Linked DNA regions of Oryctolagus cuniculus: regions 1 and 2 are each linked to region 3. A link is a contact called in public Micro-C data. All regions are on one chromosome and are shown on one strand. The core of a region is the stretch at or near the end of the contact, and the rest is flanking DNA. Distances in the headings are between cores, read along the strand shown.

What was found. Hi-C and Micro-C count contacts between places; a contact is called where the count stands out from the background.
Region 1: a Micro-C map of ear pinna shows a contact between it and region 3, with 4 times the contacts expected there. The contact joins the enhancer-like site here to the promoter of RSAD1 in region 3. A contact is called at or near these places in 3 of 6 Hi-C or Micro-C datasets (ear pinna, skin fibroblasts and an unstated tissue).
Region 2: a contact with region 3 is called in a Micro-C map of ear pinna, with 4 times the contacts expected there. The contact joins the promoter of LOC100340343 here to the promoter of RSAD1 in region 3. A contact is called at or near these places in 2 of 6 Hi-C or Micro-C datasets (ear pinna and skin fibroblasts).

What each region holds. Positions count from the first base shown.
Region 1 is chr17:26,562,322-26,566,195 of mOryCun1.1, reverse strand. It overlaps ABCC3 (ATP binding cassette subfamily C member 3), which reads right to left. Exons shown (of 31, transcript XM_008271295.4): 29 at 3,838-3,874; 30 at 1,078-1,272. Among named protein-coding and RNA genes, the nearest start is that of LUC7L3, 27 kb to the left of the region's middle. Within about 2 kb of position 1,510, at least 2 of the 8 cell types and tissues checked have an H3K27ac peak or open chromatin away from gene starts, as enhancers often do. A contact at or near this core is called in ear pinna, where this site is marked.
Region 2 is chr17:26,582,249-26,586,277 of mOryCun1.1, reverse strand. LOC100340343 (ankyrin repeat domain-containing protein 40) reads left to right here and starts at 2,629. Exons shown (of 5, transcript XM_002719290.5): 1 at 2,629-3,012. The coding sequence starts at 2,879.
Region 3 is chr17:26,385,229-26,389,226 of mOryCun1.1, reverse strand. RSAD1 (radical S-adenosyl methionine domain containing 1) reads right to left here and starts at 2,040. Exons shown (of 9, transcript XR_007911506.2): 1 at 1,784-2,040; 2 at 1,264-1,397; 3 at 969-1,173.

The sequences.
Region 1 (3,874 bases), core at 261-2,760, 180 kb before region 3:
GTCCCTCCAGCCTGTACACACCACGGACCCCTGCTTTCTCAGGTTGGCAGCCTGATTATTTCTACCTGCTTCACCACAATGAATGAACTCCCAGCCCCCAAGGTCAGCCTGAGCCGCCTGCCCTAGGCTGCTGCTGAATGTGCCCTTTTGGGGAGGGGTCCTGGGAAGAAATCCTCTGCTCAGCCTGTCCCAGGGCCCTGCGCTTCTGCCCACCTCCCCTGCTCCTACCGGAGCCCAGAATGGCCCCCAGGACCCCTTTGGCCCTTTTGGGTCCCTCCCACCTCCCCTTGCCCTCCAGGTGTTGACTGAATGAATGAAGGCCTGGGGATGTATCAGCCCTGTGTTCCTTCCACAGGTCTGTTCCAGCCTCCTCTCTCTTCCCTTTGGTGCAGTGAGGGAATGGGTCACAATTTTTCCTTTGGCCAAATAGCCTGTTCCCTCCCCCCACCAACCCTTCCCAGAAGATTCTGAGGGCAAAGTCCCAGTCCTTGGAGGGACCTGTGTAGGGAGAATTGCAGGAAGGTGGGGAGGGGTTGGGCATTGATGCTTCCCAGTCCCATCTGCACATTCCATTAATGGCCTCCAACAATCCGAGAGAAGACCTTTCCTTTGAAACAGGCCCAGAACGGTCTTGAGCATGGCCCGAGGTCACACAGCAGTCCGTGCCAAGCTGGGCCTGGGGCTCACACAATGCTCTTCCCGGGCGGTCGGGCCAGCTGCCAAGGCCGGGACCGGCATCACACACCTTCCCTGACAGGTATCACTATATGCAAGTGCTGTGTGAATGGTACTGAGGAGGTGCCGTGATTCGGCCTGGAGGATCCAGGTCCCTTCACCTTATCCACAGGGGCACAGAGGAGGCGGCTTGTGTACAAGCCACAGTGCCTGGGGAGTGCCAGTGGCCCCTCGTAACTCCACAGTGTCCCTGTGCCCCCGCCCCGTTGCCCAGGTAATTCCATTCTACTGTGCTTCATATCCTGAGAACACCAGGTCTGCTCCTCTTTGCCCCAGCTCGCCCTAATCTGCAGCCCCAGGCAACCCCACCCCAAGCTGCCCGCGCTTGTATCCATTCCCTACCTGGTGTAATCCATGATCGTGTTCAGCCGGTGTGCAATGGTCAGCACGGTGCAGTGGTCGAACTGGGTGCGGATGGTCGCCTGGATGAGGTCATCAGTCTCCAAGTCGATGGCAGCTGTGGCCTCGTCTAAAACCAGGATACGGCTCTTGCGGAGCAGGGCTCGAGCCAGACACACGAGCTGCCTCTGGCCCACGCTGGGGAGGGAAAGGCAGGGATTTCCGGCAGGGCGCCCCCCACCCGCCACCTTCCTCCAAGACCTCCCTCCCACCATTTCGGTCCCTACTCTTCTAACTTCTCCTGCTGTCAGTCATGTACATTTTAGTAAGAACATGCTTGCTCTCTGCTCTTCCCAAACAGCTGCACATAAGCCACATTGTAACCATCTTGCTGAGCCTAAAGTAACACAGCTCAGGCAGTCACCTCCCACCCCCATGGGGAAGATGGGCCAGGGCTGTGTTTGAGGATGAAGAGGCAGGGCAGGGGAGGATCTGGGGACTCCCCGGTTCTGGTTGCTGGGAAGGTGAGGGAGGGGCAGGGTGCATGTCTTCAACCCCTTGCCTTGGAGCCAGAGCCAGTGGACAAAGCAAGGCTGTGTTCCCGGCCACAGAGGCCACAGCACCCCCACAGCCAAGGACAAATACCTCAGTCCTCCCCCAAGGGGTGAGTCACTGCGGCCAGAGTGATGGCCAGGCTCCCGCTCTGGCCCTTTCCTGCAACTAATGACGGTTTTGGCAGCAGAACGAACCGCCAGCCACCAGCTAGAACTCACAGTGGATTTATGGCGGGACTGGCACAGGACACAGGTTATACTTTTAAGTGGCTACCAGCTCTGTGCTGGAGGAGGGGAGCCGGCTCCTGTCTCTGGCGCTGATGGGTGTCAGGGTGGAGGATGCTCTGGGGCAGGAAGTGTTGATGGCAGGCGGAAGAGGACGCGCTTCTGCACCTGCCAGCCCCCAAGCAGGTAAGATGCCCGCGTAGTCGTGAAGGGCTGCCTGGCGGAGGTGGTGGGGGCCGGGAGCAAGCCCACTGGCAGTGTGAGTGAAGAAGGTGGCTCTGATGCAGCAAGGCCAGGCTGGGGACAATCGCCCCCATTTCCCGAGTCCCCATCCTGCCCCCTCGCCAGCTGAGCAGCGCTGGGCAATCAAGTTCATGCTGCGGAGCCTCATTTCCGGCCCCCAGGACTGCAGTGCACATGAAACCAGAGAGGGCAGGCCAGAGTGCTTCCAACACCGCCAGGCGCGGAACACATGTTTTCTGTTTTAGTTTTTGAGGTCTGGGGAGGCCCCGTGACCATGGACTGAACGTAAAAATGGCCGTGGGGGCAGGGGAAGAAGAGCTGACTCACAGAAGTGTATCTGAGCCGAGTGCTGTTCGTGTTTCTCACTGACCCCGGGTAGCCACCAGCCGCATGCAGCCACCGAGCACTTGAAACGTGGCCCAACTGAGATGGGCTGTGAGTTAATAAAACACACTTGGGGTTTCTGCCTTGAATGAAAACATGCAAAATATCCCTAATAACTTTTATATCAGTAACATGGTGTCTTGGGCTAAACCAAATAGGCTACTCAAAGTTATTTTATCTGTTTATTTTTCCTTGTTTTTAAAAAAATGTGGCTACCTTTCTGTCTCTCTCTCTCTGTTTGTAACTCTGTCAAATAAAAAAAAATGTGGCTAGGGACTGGGGTGGTATAGTGGATTAAGCCTCCACCTGCAGCGCCAGCATCCCATATGGGCACCAGTTCAAGCCCTGGCTGCTCCACTTCCAATCCGGCTCCCTGCTAATGTGCCTGGGAGAGCAGCGGAGGATGGCCCAAGTGCTTGGGCCCCTGCACCTGCGTGGGAGACCTGGAAAAAGCTCCTGGCCCCTTGATTTTGGACCAGCCCAATAGCTATTGCGGCCATTTGGGGAGTGAATCAGTGGATGGATGATGAATCAATTCCTCCCTCCCTCCCCCCTGCCTCCCTCCCTCTCTCTGTCCACACACACACACACACACACACACATAAGTATATAATCTCTCTAGCTGCTTTTTAAATATTTTTTAAAAGGTGGCTTACTAGAAAAGATTTCAGTTACATTGATGTGGCTTGCATTGTATTTTTGTGGGGAAGAACCATGGACTACAGTACTGTCCTTATTTTGGAGTGAAAGAAAAAGGCACAGAAAGATTGAGCAACTTGTGGGAAACCACACAGCTAACACAGGTAGGGGTAACCTCAAGCGTTAGCCTCAGGAAGAGGTGATCCCTAATGGCTGGGGACATAAAACCTAGGCTCTAACAGTTCTGAACAGAAGAAAAGGGGGCCCAGGGAGCCCCTTTCTCCCATGCCTGTGTTACAGACCAGGCCACAGCCCCCTGGGAACCTACTGGGATTTCCCAGAAACATCATGGGCTTCCTCTCACCTGCTTCATAGGTGCCAGGCAGCACTGCCTGCCCCAGTCCCTGCTTAGCACGACAAGCTCACACGTGACCCAACAGGGTCTGGCTATCTCCCCGAGCGCTTCGAATCCCAGCACGCCCTTCTCTCACCTATGCAACGCTGGCCAAGCCCCTCAACTCCTCTCGGGTCCCCAACCTCTGGGGCTCCTGGAGGAGTCAGAGAGGTAGGTACAGTGCCCGGCACACAGAACACATTGCACAAACCTATGCCGCATGCGCCCGTGGCCAAGCAGGGAGGAGACTTTGCGTCCTTTGAAGCCATTCCAACACCGGCAGCGAGGGCTGCTACCCCTGAGCCATCCACGCCGGGCTCTTACCTGAGATTCTCCCCGCCCTCTGAGCACAGGAAGTCCA
Region 2 (4,029 bases), core at 1,380-3,879, 200 kb before region 3:
AGAGGAGCTGGTAAGGAGAGAAGATAGAGCAGAGAGAAGGGAGATAAGAGGAGGAGAGAGAGCAGAGGAGAGGAGCCAAGAGAGCCGTGTTCCGGAACAGGCCCTTTTAAAACTTTGCCCCAGGGTGGGCAGGGAAGTAGGAGCAGCAAATCCCATTAGGGTGGGGGTGGAACTGGACAACAGCGTTTGGGCCATGTGGCCACCTGGCTTTCAGCAATGGCAGCGGGGACTAGAGCCTAGGATGTAAATCAGGGTGTAGATCACGCCATAGATAAAACTGAGCCAGTTTCCTAACACAGGGTCGTCATGAGGATTAAATGAGATCATTCATGTACAGTACTTAGCACAGTGCCTGGGTGTGAGTTGACGGTAGTAGACAGAATATCGTAATAGTTATTAAATGTCCTCCAAATTCAAAAGTGAAATTCATGATCGAACCTCAAATCTACTCTTCCTCCATTGTCCCAAATCTCAGCAAATGGCACCACTATCGAATCAGTCAGAGGCCTGGACATTATCTTTGCTGACCACCACTGCCCTCTGTTCTATCAGGAGCTCTCCCCGGTTTAACTACATTGTAACATATCTATGTTTACTGAGTGTTTCTAAACGGCCAGACATTACACATATTCCTTCATTCAATCCACAGAACACGCCTGCAAAGCAAGTGCTCTTATTGTCATCCCTATTTTTGCAGAATTTGAGGCTCTGGAGGTTTTGGTAACTCACCCACAATGAGTTGAGTGGCAAAGCTGGTTGACAAACCGAGGCATTTTGGCTTTTATCCTCCTGTTCACAACCCCTGTGCCTCATGTCATCCTGCTTCGATCACAAGGCCTGTGACAGTCTTATTGTTTGTCTGGTCACCAAGCAGACTGTGTTCTCTCAAGTCAGGAATTCTGATTTGTTTACAGTTGCATTCTCAGTAAAAAGAACAGTGCTTAGCAAACAGTAAGTGCTTAATATACACACCAAGAGCTAGGTAATTCCCTAGAGACAAGGCCAAGTTCAGACACAGTAGTTAACACCTTATCTGTGGGGGTCAAAGATCCCCAGGTACTAAGCAGTGAGCCCTGTATTTATATACTATGTTTTTTCCCTATACATACATTAATTTATAGTAACATTTTAACAATAACCAATGATAAAATAGAACAATTACAACAATGTATTGTAATAAAAGTTACTTAAAATTTATACATTGCTTTTTCCTGGAATTTTCCACTTAATTTTTTTTTAAAGATTTATTTATTTGAAAGGCAGAGTTACAAAGAGAGAGAAGAGAGACAGAGGTTTTCAGTCTGCTGGCTCACTCCCCAAATGGCTACAATGGTTAGGATTGGGCCAGGCCCAAGCCAGGAGCTTCTTCAAGGTCTCCCACATGGGTGCAGGGGCCCAAGGACTTGGAAGACTTCTCTTTGTCTCTCTGCCTCTCCTTTTCTCTCTGTGTAACTCTGACTTTCAAATGAATAAATAAATTTTTAGAAAAAAAATTTCAATTGGGGAAAAAAATAAAAAGGTAACCTCCAGCAGAGTTCCAGTTTGCCAGGGGGGTCGGTGGGTGTGTGGTCTGTTTGGGTTCTGCACCACCCTACCACCCGCTGTGTCTTGTGTTCTCTGTGATTTGCTGTATCATAATAAACAGACGTTGGCTTTTCCTAAATAGTAGCCAGCAAAATGCTTGCTGAGCAGCCCCTGGCAGCCCCAAGAGATGGAAATGAAAACTGCATGCCTAAATTCGTCCCTTCCTATTTCATCTCCTCTCTTTGTCCCCAGGGCTGTTTCCTTAATCCTTCTGACCCCATCTGCAGAGCTGCAGCCGGTGCCACATGGAGGATTTCTCCCAGGCACCTGGGCTCAGCAGAATAGCATTTTCTTTTTCTCCCACTGGGTAGGAAGGAGGCTCTGGGCCTCATCAGAGAGATTAGACCAGGAATCGGGCCAGGTGCTGTTTATACATGCAGGAGCCGCCTTTCCCCAATGCCTGGGACCAGGACCCAGAGAACGCCAAAGCTTCTCTGGCGCTCTACTTTCCTCCTTACATGGCCTTCCGCAGAATAATTCATTATGATTTATGAGCAGTAACAAATTACAGTTTACAAACTGTAAGCACCATATAAATATTTCTCCTGCAAAGCAACTTAAGTCCCTGTTTAAAAAGGAGGTCTGGAGTAACAACAGCTGAAATACATATTCTAAACTGAATGGCCCCAAACACTGTCAAAAAGAAGAAAGCACTGCATAATCTACCTCTGCGGTAGCGGGCATATTATAGCACGATCGTTTTCAGTCCACTTCCCCACCCTGCTGGGCAACAATTGGCTCAGATAAGGAAAAAAGAGCCAACCACACTGGAAAATAAAACAGCAAAAATCAGCCCACTAATTATTTTTCTTGCCTGGTAAACAGCCTGTGCCAGAGGATAAGGCCTTTCTGGCTCTCAATATGCTTTTTTTCTCTTTTCATATGTCTATCCTCCTCCCTTGAAGCGGTGGGTGGGGAGGTCTAAAAATAGTCAATGAATCACAACAGATAACATTGTGCAGTAAGTTACATAAACAGGCAGCCCGGCCGCCCGGGCCGTGGGTCGGAACGGAAAGTATCTGGGTCAGCGTTGTCACACTGAAAAGGGTCCCCCGGAGCCGGCCTTCGGGAGGCGCGGCCGGGGAGGAGGCCGGGGCCTGCGGGCCGGGAGCAGCGGGGAGCCGCGGGGAGCGAGCAGAGAGCCCCGGGCCGGGCGCGGGTGGCGGCACGAGCAAGGCTGGGCGAGCTCCGCGCTCCCTCCCCATGGCCGGGAGCGGACGGCGGCGGCGGCGGCGCTGACAGGCCCGGGGCGGGGAGGGCGGGCCCGGGCGGGGGCCTAGGGGCCGCGGGGAAGATGAGCGCCCTCCTAGAGCAGAAAGAGCAGCAGGAGAGGCTGCGGGAGGCCGCGGCCTTGGGGGACATTCGGGAGGTGCAGAAACTGGTGGAGAGCGGGGTGGATGTGAACTCCCAAAATGAGGTCAACGGCTGGTAAGTGGGGAGCGGGGGAGGCCTAGGTCAGGGCAGCCAGCCTGGGGGTGGAGCAGTCGGCCAGGGCTCCGGGCTAAGGTGAGGCCTGGCGCCTCGGGCCTCCAAGGTTGTACCTTCCTGAGGCCGGCTTTAGCCAACCCTCCTCCCCCGCCCCGCGCAATCAAATCCTAGCCCACGTGGTCCACCCTGGGCAGCGCCCACCCAGTCCCCTGTGGCCCCTGGCTAACTTGGCTGGAACATACTGGGATAGGTCATTTTAGCCAGTGTGTGCCCTGAGGCTCACTCCACTTCCAGTGTTTCTGAAGAAGGCAGTGCAGAGCTAAAAGCTTAGCAACTGAGCAAATATGCATCTTAAAACTAGCATGATTTCTGTCTTTTTTTTTTTTAAGATTTATTTTATTTATTTGAAAGAGTTAACAGAGAGAGGTAGAGACAGAGAGAGAGGTCTTCCATCCGCTGGTTCACTCCCCAGATGACTGCAAAGGCCGGAGCTGTGCCCATCCAAAACCAGGAGCCAGGAGCTTCTTCCGGGTCTCCCATGTGGGTGCAGGGGCCCAACCACTTGGGCCATCCTCTGCTTTCCCAGTCCATAGCGGAGAGCTGGATCGGAAGAGGAGCAGCTGGGTCTCGAACCGGCGCCCATATGGGATGCTGGTGCTTCAGGCCAGGGCTTTAACCCTCTGTGCCACAGCGCTGGCCCCAAGCACAATTTCTTTAGCCAAGACCAGAAAGGGGGGGGGAGACCCAAAACACCAACACTTGTGTCACTGTTGCGTCTGTTACTGTCTTACTGCGGCAGGGATTTGCTGCTACCCACAGCTGCCGCCTGGGGTGGGGACTGTCTGGCCCTGCTAAGGCAACCGCTGGCGGGACTCGAGATTCAGGCTAACTTTGTATGGCACCCAAATGATGATGTAGGTATCCGGATGGACCTGGGCAGAAAAAAGTTTCCGCACCCTTGCATGCTGAGGGGAGGCGCATTTGTTTATCCTGTAGAGTGTTTTACTTTGTTTTCTT
Region 3 (3,998 bases), core at 791-3,290:
GGGTATTGGAAAGGGGGGGGCATACTGGATAGGGAAATACAAGGGGTCACCCTGAGAGGAACGGGGTTCTCCCTACTCCAGGGCGTTCGGGAGCTGGGTCTCAGCCCCGACTCTGGCTTCTCCAGTCACAGGGAATGACTCTCAGCTCCCCCCAAGCAAGGTGATTTTTTTTTTTTTTTTTGACAGCCAGAGTGGACAGTGAGAGAGAGTGAGAGAGAGAGAGAGAAAGGTCTTCCTTTGCCGTTGGTTCACCCTCCAATGGCCGCCACGGCCGGCGTGCTGCGGCCGGCGCACCGCGCTGATCCGATGGCAGGAGCCAGGAGCCAGGTGCTTTTCCTGGTCTCCCATGGGGTGCAGGGCCCAAGCACCTGGGCCATCCTCCACTGCACTCCCTGGCCATAGCAGAGAGCTGGCCTGGAAGAGGGGCAACCGGGACAGAATCCGGCGCCCCGACCAGGACTAGAACCCGGTGTGCCGGCGCTGCAGGCGGAGGATTAAGCCTAGTGAGCCGCGGCGCCGGCCAGCAAGGTGATCTTTCACAGCCGGCATCTCTCTCTCCCACATCCTCTCTGCTAGTGAGCTCCTCCTCCTCATCCGAACGTCACCTCCTCGGGAAAGGCTTCCGTGATGCCACCAGAATGAGCTGCCCTGCAGGCTGTATTCTGAAAGCCTTTTGCGGAGCCTTCCCTGGACTGCAACGCCTGCCTCCCCCTCGTCTCTAATCCTGTAGCACCTACCACGGGCCAGCACTGAAGTGGGTGCCTGGCATACACACAGGCCTGTCTGACGCCCGGCCACGGGGCCAAAGGACCAGGATGGCTGCCCGCAACTCCGCAGGTGCAAAAGCGTCCCCCCAGGGCCCACTGGCACCCAGAAGGAGCTCCATGTTTGCCCAATGAGTGGATGCCAAGAGAGAGGACTGCAGGGCAGGTCCGACTGCACTGGAACGAGAGGGTGACGCGGGTTACCTGGAGGCCGATGGACAACCTGTTGACCCCCGCTGCCCCGAAGGCTGCCAGCCTGGAGCTGGCGGCCGAAGTGGGATTAGCTTCCAAGGTGACTTCCGAGTCCACAGGCAGGTAGGCAGCCTGTGCCACCGCCTCCAGGACGGCTGCCACCGTGTGGGGACTGGCCAGACTGGGGGTTCCTCCACCGAAGAACACGGACTCCACACTGCAGGACGAGGTTGGGGTTCATGAGAGTTGGGGTGCTCTCTGGGACGCCTGCCCCCCCACCCAAGTCACCCGGGGTTCCCGTACCCACCGCCGCACCCCGCTGAAGCGCAGCAGCGTCCGCGCCTCGGTCTCCAGGCACCTGCGCACGGCCACCTCCTCCACGCCGCCGGGGAGGTACTTGTTGAAGTTGCAGTAACTGCAGCGCTTCTCGCAGTACGGCCACTGCGGGCAGGGTGAGTGAGGGGCGGGGTGTGAGTGCGGGGAGTCCACCGCGTATTCCCACCCCTGTCGGCGGTCCGTCCGCAGGGGCTCGGCCAGCGAACCCACACAGCTCTCCCCGGGCGGGCGGCACGCGAGGGGGTGCGCCCACCTGGACGCAAGAACACCAAGGCTCGGGAAGGAAGGCATTTCGGCAGCGTGACCCGGCTGCCGCGTTATCACAGACGTAAAAGTCTCCGGACCGAGACGCGGCCCTGCCGGGGCTCCAGGTGCCACCCCCGACCTTGCTGGCCGGCCGGGGAACACAGCAGGTGCGTTTGTCTCGCGCGGAGCCGCCTCCCGTGCTCCTGCCCGCCGCGGGGCCCCGCCAGCCCCGCCCCCGCACTCACGTGCACGTAAAGCGCAGCGCGCGCGCTCGCCGGCTCAGGACGCGGGGAACCTCTCGCGCCGTCCACGCGCTGGCGCCTCTGGGCTGCTCTCGCTGCTGCCGCCGCCCAGCCGCGCGCCCGGGCGCCAGGCAGCGCCATGCCTCCCAGCGCGGCGTGGGGCAGGGACCCGTGCAGAGACGCAGGGTGCGCAGAGGCGGGCGGGCTGCCCGGGAGGAAGGAAGCCGGGCTGCATGACCGCGGACCGCATGCGCCCCATCGCGCCGACGGCCTGGGTCCCGGGGCTGCGGCGCCACCTGCTGGACATGGGTGCCCTGGCCGCCGCCGCTGCCGCCGGCTTGACCTCTGCCAAGGTCGCGGGGCGGGCCGCTGGCCTGTCTGGCTTCCCGTGCTGGGGCGAGTTCCCCGACCCATCCAGGCGCTCTTAGCTCGTTCAGTCAGTTCCTTCACATTTTATGTGCCTGGCTCAGAGCTGGGCCCTGGGGACAACTACGTGCTGAAGACCAGGTCGCTGTACGACAGGAGGGAACAAACCAGGACGGGGAACACAGTAATTCACTATTCAGTAATGGGAGGACTGACCCTTGGGAGACCTGCGGGAGGGACAGTGCCAGAGAGAACTGACTTGGCCAGGAGAGTCGTGTTCCATCTCCTGGGGGGGGGGGGGGGTCACCCTGGGCACCTGGGGCTGGACATGCTGGGGGTGGGCATTTGGTGCAGATTGGGACGCCTGGGTTCCTGAGTTTGAATCCCAGCTCCAGCTTCCTGCTGGTGCACACCCTGGGGGGCAGCGGGCCACTCGTTAGAAGACCAGGATTGAATTCCAAGCCCCTGGCTTCAGTCTGGCCCAGCCATGGCTGGTTGCAGGCATTTGGGGAGTGAACCGGCGGTTGGAAGATCTCGCTGTCTCTCTCTGCCTTTCAATTCAATAAATGAACTGAATGTTTAAAGATGGTGTCTGCAGGGGACACAGGGTGCAGGCACCTGGGAGAGTATCCAATGAAGTGGAAAGATTATGAACCTACAGTCACAACAGAGAGTGTGACACCTGTTCTCCCGGTTGGCCTTGGGCTATGCCAGGTCTCCACCCCTTTTGTAGCTTGTAGAGCTCACTCCAGATAAGGAGGGCCTGGCCCGAACACTCTGGGCTTCGTTCCAGTCTCTCTTAGAAACAGGATGTCCCTTAATGCCTTAGCCCAACATGTCACACAAGCCACGGTATGAATCAGGATAGGCTGATTTCTAGGGTCCCTCAGCTGCTGCATGTGCACAGGTGACACTCCCTCTGTCCCAGGCAGCTTTCCTGGGCCTCGGGGACAAGCTCGAAATCCTTGCTGCTTCTCTGTAAGAAACCCACTTCACTTTTTAAAAAAGGTTTCTTTATTTGAAAAGCAGAGAGAGAGCTTCCATTATTGGCTTCTCTCCCCAAATGGCCGCAATTGCCAGGGCTGAGCCAGGCTGAAGCCAGGAGCCAGCAGCTCCACCTGATTCTCCCCCATGGGTGGCAGGAACTCAAGTACTTGAGCCACCCTGCGCTGCCTTCCCAGGAGCATTAGTAGGAAGCTGGACAGGCATCAGAGTAGCTGGGACGGGAACCAGCATTGTAATATGGGCGGCAGGATTCTCATCCTAGTCGTGTGACCTGGGCAAACCCCGGACCCTCCTGAGTTTCGGTGTCATCATTTGTGAAGTGGGCCCACCTAGAGGATGCTCCACATGTTCATTTTTTTTTTTTTTTATAGGCAGAGTGGACAGTGAGAGAAAGAGACAGAGAGAAAGGTCTTCCTTTGCCGTTGGTTCACCCTCCAATGGCCAGCATGCTGCGGCTGGCACACCGCGCTGATCCGATGGCAGGAGCCAGGTACTTATCCTGGTCTCCCATGGGGTGCAGGGCCCAAGTACTTGGGCCATCCTCCACTGCACTCCCTGGCCACAGAAGAGAGCTGGCCTGGAAGAGGAGCAACTGGGACAGAATCCGGCGCCCCGATCCACATGTTCATTTCTTACAGCTAAAGAGGAGGCGGGGGCAGGAGCGTTGCAGGCAGGAGGAAAGTTTCCGTCTCCGGGAACTGGGGACCTATGTGTCTTCTGGAACCCAGCTGGGTTTTATTTCTTGGGTCAAGTGACAGCCTGTTTCACCTGGCCCTGCCCATCAGGGAAGCCCCAGGTTAATTAAAAGCAAACAAATAAAAATTAGGTTGGGAGGGGAGGACAGGAA